2 separate regions of the Oncorhynchus mykiss genome follow, and region 1 is linked to region 2. Evidence: chromatin contacts called from public Hi-C data. All regions are on one chromosome and are shown on one strand. The core of a region is the stretch at or near the end of the contact, and the rest is flanking DNA. Distances in the headings are between cores, read along the strand shown. Region 1 holds the start of stxbp5b (syntaxin-binding protein 5). Region 2 holds the start of ddo (D-aspartate oxidase).

The links. A called contact is a pair of places that touch in the nucleus more often than the background predicts.
Region 1: a contact with region 2 is called in a Hi-C map of liver, with 2.4 times the contacts expected there. The contact joins the promoter of stxbp5b here to the promoter of ddo in region 2. A contact is called at or near these places in 2 of 3 Hi-C or Micro-C datasets (blood and liver).

The regions. Positions count from the first base shown.
Region 1 is chr25:36,890,015-36,893,606 of USDA_OmykA_1.1, reverse strand. stxbp5b (syntaxin-binding protein 5) reads left to right here and starts at 1,741. Exons shown (of 26, transcript XM_021585330.2): 1 at 1,741-2,450; 2 at 3,199-3,296. The coding sequence starts at 2,313.
Region 2 is chr25:36,710,284-36,713,773 of USDA_OmykA_1.1, reverse strand. It overlaps ddo (D-aspartate oxidase), which reads right to left and starts at 1,491. Exons shown (of 7, transcript XM_036962634.1): 1 at 1,383-1,491. All of the region lies in intron 16 of LOC110505847 (ensconsin), which reads right to left. LOC118944239 (a long non-coding RNA gene) reads left to right here and starts at 2,768. Exons shown (of 3, transcript XR_005039533.1): 1 at 2,768-3,490.

The DNA of each region.
Region 1 (3,592 bases), core at 492-2,991, 180 kb before region 2:
TAATAGCAATTAGCCACCTCCAGTAGCAATATTTGACCAATGAAATAAATATATAATGAATTCTCTCATGAGTAATTGTCTGTTTTAATGTTAAATAGTGTTTCATACTTATAAAAAAAACAACGCCGATAACAATGAAACAACAACATATATTTTTTCTTCCACTGCATGTCTCTGAACATCAGTAAAACGGTCCTCTGGTCATGAGATGCAGACACAAGCAAGGTGGTAGGAATTTGTCACTTTTATCCTTTTTTTCCCTTCCCCTTTCAATTGTTTTTTATTAACAACAAATCAATACAAAAAGTACCTGGGGAAACAAGGATATATAAAGAATATACCAAGGACAATTGGGCTAGGGGCGGGGCTGGACTAGGGGCGGGGCTAGGGGGTACAATATCACATTACACAAGGACCTTAAGGGACATACAGACATTTATCATTCTAACAGCTTTTTTGTTAGTAGAGTATTTAATTGTCTTAAAATGTAGTTCAATTTCTTTTTGTAAGGTAATTAAATGTGGTGTTTTGTTTGTAAATTTACATTTGTGAATATGAAATTTGGCCAAAAGAATGATGAAATGAACATCATAAAATTGTTTCCACTTATTTCTATTGTAGGTAAAGAATCCAAGCAGCACATCTCTCCATAATAATGTAAAATCTTCATAAATGTGTTCAATTATATATCTACTGATGTCTTGTCACAGATTCCTTCCATGAATACAAAGCTAAAAAAAAGATGCAACACTGTTTCTGGGTGTTCATTACAAAAGGTACAATTTGAATGTATGTTTTTCTTTTACTTCTTCGTATAGTGGTTGGTAGGATAATATTTATGAATAATTTTAAAAGAAACCTCCTTCATTTTGTTAATAAGTGGGAATGTAGGTACATCCAAACTTTTTCCCAACACATATTATCAATAAAACCATTTCAATAAGGCATGACATCCTGTTGAAACAAGGCTTGTAGAGCCCTACTGTTGTTGAATGGACTAAAAGAAAAACAAATCTTTCCTACTGATGAGTCAACAGGGGTAATCGTCGGTATGTTCTGAGGGTCAGGTCTTGACACGTTCCTGAATAATGAAGAAACACCTGAGGGAATGGCATCTAAAACAATTGCAAAATCTTTAGGTGTTACAGGGACCTTGTAAAGTGATAAGAATTCCTTAAAATTAACTAAAAGACCCTCTGAATTTACAATGGCCCGACTTTTCCATATATAATATCTGTGTGGAGAAAATTATGCTCATAAACTAAGGACCATGACGAGAAAACCTGTCTGAATTTGTCATTTTACTTATGGTATAACTGGTCCGTGGTACGCCAATGGTATACATATGCGATTTTGTGATATTTTTAATGATGAGCCACAGAGTTTCTAAACCCAGAGTTGCAACATTGCAAGACTTCCGGGAACGCGAAACAGACCAAACAGACATGGCCGTTGTTTGGGGTTTGAGAGAAATGAAACATTCTTCTGTAGTTGTTTTCTCGAAACCTAAAGGCTCAATCTAGATTCGAAACAATGTCAAGTAGTTGAACATGTTATTACTCCAAACTCCTAAAGGTGACCAACCAATTTTCGTCAAAAACAACTTTATATCGAAGGTGTGCCTTTGATTTGACGGCCAACACATGCGCAGATCGGCGCGAGACGACCGTTAGACCCGATGACGTGTTTGTACGCATGAGCCTACTTATCCAACGTCGCCATGACAGCGCCTATAAGTGTGATCGTGGATTTCAGTTTTAGCCTATCTTTATACTGTACTGTCTGTGAATGAGCGCTTGGTTTGTGACTTTGTCTAGTAAGCTCGATGGATAACACAATTGACGAATGTTACTATCTTATTCAGTGATTCATAATTTGTTTTCCAACATAGGTTTCCAAAAATACAGATTTATTTAGATTTGTACTTTATTGGCTCCAATGTTTAGCTTACATCCGTGTTGCTGCCTCTACCGCGCAGACTCGTCACTGCGGTTCACTGCGTTTCCGTGTTAGCTGGGCTGGCTAGCTGATAGTGGCTGTCGTCAGGAGAGCCTACGATCGACTCCGACTGGATATTGTATCGATGGATAAAACAAATATTTTCGACAATGCATTAATGTTCATAAACTGTGTTCTTGTGAATGATGCTATGGAAAGTGCGGTGACTACACCGTCCGTAACATGCGATATTAGCCAAGTGTGCGTCTTAAGAGCAGTTTACGTTATCTAGGTAACTGTTACCGCTATATAACATTTATGGTGGCTTCGTTGATCAATTTTTTGTGTTTTGTCCTCGTCTGTATTGGTGGAAAATGAAGAAGTTCAATATCAGAAAAGTGCTGGACGGCTTGACTGCTTCTTCCTCTGGCACTGCATCTCCACAACCAGGAACTAATCAAAACGATGTGATCCAAGAGACGCTACAATCGGAGCATTTTCAGCTCTGCAAGGTGGGCTACGATCAACTAAGCCGGCGACGATTGTTTTGCTGGGAATCATTGAAGATAACAGCTCGTGATTTCTAAAACGTCGACGTCGGCTAGTCAGTTTTCTGTGTGGCAATAGTAGTTTGTATTTTTGTTATTTGTGCCTATGCTGATATTGCATTGGTGTGGATCTTGTAGCTAGGGGGGTAGCCATCTAGTTAGCTACTAGTGTTGCTAGTTGTCAAACCTGCAGAGGAATGTATTGCTAATCAACTGACTGCCTCCCACGGTCCCCGTTTCTGATATTGCCATAGCTTCATAGCTGCCTAACTAGTTAGCTAAATGACGCCAGGCTAGTGACTATTAGTGTCCACAACAGCCAGCCATAAATTAAATCTGAATAATCCCGTTTCTCTGGATTATAAATAGATAGCTAGGTCATCCAGACATTGGCTAGCTAGCTAACAAACTACAGCAGCTGTCCAGTGATCTGACAGTGAAAGAACATAGCTTGTTGTCAAGATAGCTACCTTACTAGAAATCTTTTGCTTTTTTGGTTCTGAGAAAAAGCGACACACTCAGCTAGATTGATTTAAACTGAGCATAAATCGTTGGTATTTAGGTGAAGATTAATGCCTCTCAATGTTGGACAGTTTCCTGGTTATATAAAACATGAGATGACATAACTGTACTTAACTGTCTGTAAAATAGTGCATCTGGATGTAATCTAGCAGCTAGCTAATGCAGATTGTGTTCTTCTTCTCTCCTCCAGACTGTGCGCCATGGCTTTCCCTACCAGCCCTCCTCCATGGCCTTTGACCCTGTGCAAAAAATTCTGGCCATCGGGACTCAGAGCGGAGCTGTGAGACTGTATCCTTTTTTATTTTAATAGGAAGGAAACAAAACTACCAATATTGACAGTCCCAGTGCAGTGCCCGAAACAATGCAGATTTGATTTAGGACCAATTTCCCAGACAATGGCGTAAGTCTTGGTTTAGTCCTTGACTTAAAAGCATGCTCAATGGAGATTCTATGTTGGTAAAGTTGATATGACCTTATATTGGCTTCTATGAAGATCATCATATACAGTTAATGGAGGAAACTGTGGTTATAGAGGATCACACACTATTACTATCTGTATGTCTGAGCAGCAGAGTCGGGTTGTG
Region 2 (3,490 bases), core at 242-2,741:
AGAAAGGGGAGGGTGTGGGGGGAGAAAGGGGAGGGTGTGAGGTGAGAAAGGGGAGGGTGTGAGGTGAGAAAGGGGAGGGTGTGGGGGGAGAAAGGGGAGGGTGTGAGGTGAGAAAGGGGAGGGTGTGGGGGGAGAAAGGGGAGGGTGTGAGGTGAGAAAGGGGAGGGTGTGGGGGGAGAAAGGGGAGGGTGTAGGGGAGAAAGGGGTGGAAGAACAACTGAAACAGCATTGCAGTGTTCCAGTCCTACATGTTTCTTTTTGATCCCAGCCACGTCGCTGCATCAGACCTTTTGCCTCTTGGTAGGCCATCATTGTAAATAAGAATGAGTTCTTTATTGACTTGCCTAGTTAAAAGGTTACATTTATATATATTTATATATATATAACATGGGGCTAAAGTTTAAGGATACGTTGGTTGGTTAATGTAAATTAAATGACAATGGGTTATTTGTACATACACTCACCACTCCACTTGACTCAAGTGTTAAACATTCAACCTTTTTTAATCAACATTTTGATTTATCTGGATTAAATGTATCCAACACTGCTTGGGATTTTGAAGTGAAATAGAGCAAGTTGAAAAATATTATAATCACCCCTTTGAAGCTTCAGTAACCAGTCGCCTGTGGTATTTGGGATGCAGTAATTGCAGGATACTGCAGTTATACCGCATTCTGACTGCAATATTTTTTCTTAAGGGCATTTACATAAAACACTGCTATTTGCCCATAATCTATTATGATTACCTAACAGAACTTCTCCAACGAATGTGTTGGCCTACCTGCAGGCTGTGCAAGGTCACAAAGTATCAAACTAACTTACTACTCTGCATAATGAACAGCCAAATCATTATGTAATAGAATTCTCTATCGGGCTAGTTTGTATCTGTGGGATGCGCAGATAGAGGATCAGTTCCCCTCCCCCAACCTTAAACATCAGTGGGGGACATGCAAAACTGACCCAAGATCAGAGTCTAGAGGCAACTTCACCCTACTCTGCGGGGGTTAAAGTCCTGAAAGGATTCAAATAAATCCCGTGTGCCTTTATGAGTTTGCATCCAGCCAACTACTGATGCGCTATGAAGCGGTGAAGTATTTTTTATTCATATGTTAATCTGTTAATAACCATAGTGTTCATAGTGTACTGTACGAGAACTACAAACACAGTTATGACATAGAAAAAGGCTGCTAAGCGACTGCATGTCTCTTGTAAAAGGTTGTCCAACATTCTTCAAGTTGACCTTAGAGAGCAGACGTCATGTCGCCTATAATAAAGATTCGCCTACAATTAAACAAGAACCTGAACTAAATTTCAAACAATTACGTGACAAAAACAGTTGTTTGCTAGACAACAACGGTGGGAAATAGGAAAATTGTACCAACCAGAGCGTATTACGATCAGTGGCTCACTGCTGCGCATGCCTGAGATTTTAAGCACACTCATACATAGTCCACAGACGCGATAGCCCGGCGTCCCATTGCCACATGCTGCGTTGAAATACCAGTCGGAACTAGGAGACTGACAATTCTGACTTGCTAACTGGTTGTAGTTATGCACAACCAGTTAGCAGGTCGAACATTTCCGAGGAACGGCTCTGAGACCACAATCCGCAGGGCACTACTTTATTTTTATGTTTCCTTTATTTAGTTCAGTTAAGAACAAATTATTATTTTCAATGTCGGCCTAGGAACAGTGGGTTAACTGCCTGTTCAGGGGCAGAACGACAGATTTGTACTTTGTCAGCTCGGGGATATGAATTTGCAACCTTCCGGTTACTAGTCCAACGCTCTAACCACTAGGCTACCCTGCCGCCCCAGGGAGCCTACTGCCTACTACTGCCCGAACACGCACCTCCCCACAATTCCCAACCAACGCGTCTCGGGTACACGTCCAATGTTCATTTGAAGGTGTTGACAGTTGGAGAAATTGCTTGAGCTGCGCTGAGAACTCGACAAGTATAAAAGCCAACGGTCCAATATCCAAGAACACTGCTATTAGTGTGCGTACACTTGTTGGTCTACCCAGCTCCGCATGCTGGTCGTCACTAGTTCTACAGCCACAAAATCACAAACACCGCCCATTTCTACCGTTTTATCATTTTAGAATCTGATTTTAAACCTAACCTTAACCACACTGCTAACCTTATGCCGAACCTTCAATTATTAACCTTATGCCGAACCTTCAACCTTCAATTACATTCGTGAATTATTACAATTTTGCTCATTTTGACTTTGACAGTAGTAACTACTAGAAACATGACATTTGGGGACAGTTTGTGTGTATTGTATTGAAAACACGCATGCTCGTACGGCAGTTGATATCCGCGTTTATAAACCCAGGGTCGTTGCACTTCTCCCTCTTTTCAAAGAGCGCGTCCTCGCGCTAATTTGGGACTACGTTTTACAGGAACGCGCACACCTATCAAGCACACGCATTGTCGTGGATGCAAGTGTAACAGTATGACTTTAGACCGTCCCCTCGCGAACCAAGGACCCTCTGCACACATCAACAACAGTCACCCACGAAGCATCGTTACCAATCGCTCCACAAAAGCCGCGGCCCTTGCAGAGCAAGGGGAACTACTACTTCAAGGTCTCAGAGCAAGTGACGTCACCGATTGAAACACTATTTAGCGCGCACCACCGCTAACTAAACTAGCGTTTCACATCCGTTACACATGGTCCGATCACTTCTGACACTAATGTAATGAAACAGGCAGGGAGCAGGTCTCGAACCCTCGACCTTCTAGCCCGAAGTCCAACTGGGAACTAGGAAAAAAAAAAAATCCAAGTCGGAGCTAGTTTTTTTCCGAGTTCCCAGTTCTATTTAACACAAGGAAGTCGGAGATTGAGTTCCCAGTTGTTTTGAACGCACCATTCGGCAAGGTTTTCTTTCTGCTGTTCGTGCACACCACAATTTTTCGGCGTTTGTGTTTGTCATTCAACGAGAGGCGAATCGTTTTCATTCCATGTTTTTTTCGATTGAGAAATACTGCACCAAACGTCTTAGATGTAAAATTGTACGACTAAAGATAACTTGGACAAAAACGTCAATGAATGACAGATTTTTTTTGTTTGTTTTCTTTGATTAATTCTGACTATTTTGAGAGAATATTTACTAGTTACGGCGTCTCAAGATGGACAAACAGTTTGCCGCTTCTCGTTTTTCAAGGGAAGGACTTTTTAAAGGAGTAAACGCGCACATGCGGAGGATTTAACCAAAGTTTTTTTAAACTGACCCAAGACAGACCAGAACCTGTCGTTTCCAATGGGAGCAAATTAATCATAGTCGACAGAATAACCAAGGATATAGGCAGAGCCAAGCACGGGCTAGTGAGGTCCTATTGGCTTGTTTTAACATTTATTCGATCATTTCGTTAGGGAACACCTAGCCCTTGCGCTCCTTCCAAACAACACGTTTTTTTTATTTCTTTTTTTTACTTTGGAAAAAGGGTCAAGTCTACAAAACGCAGTCCAGTCTGTTTGTTACA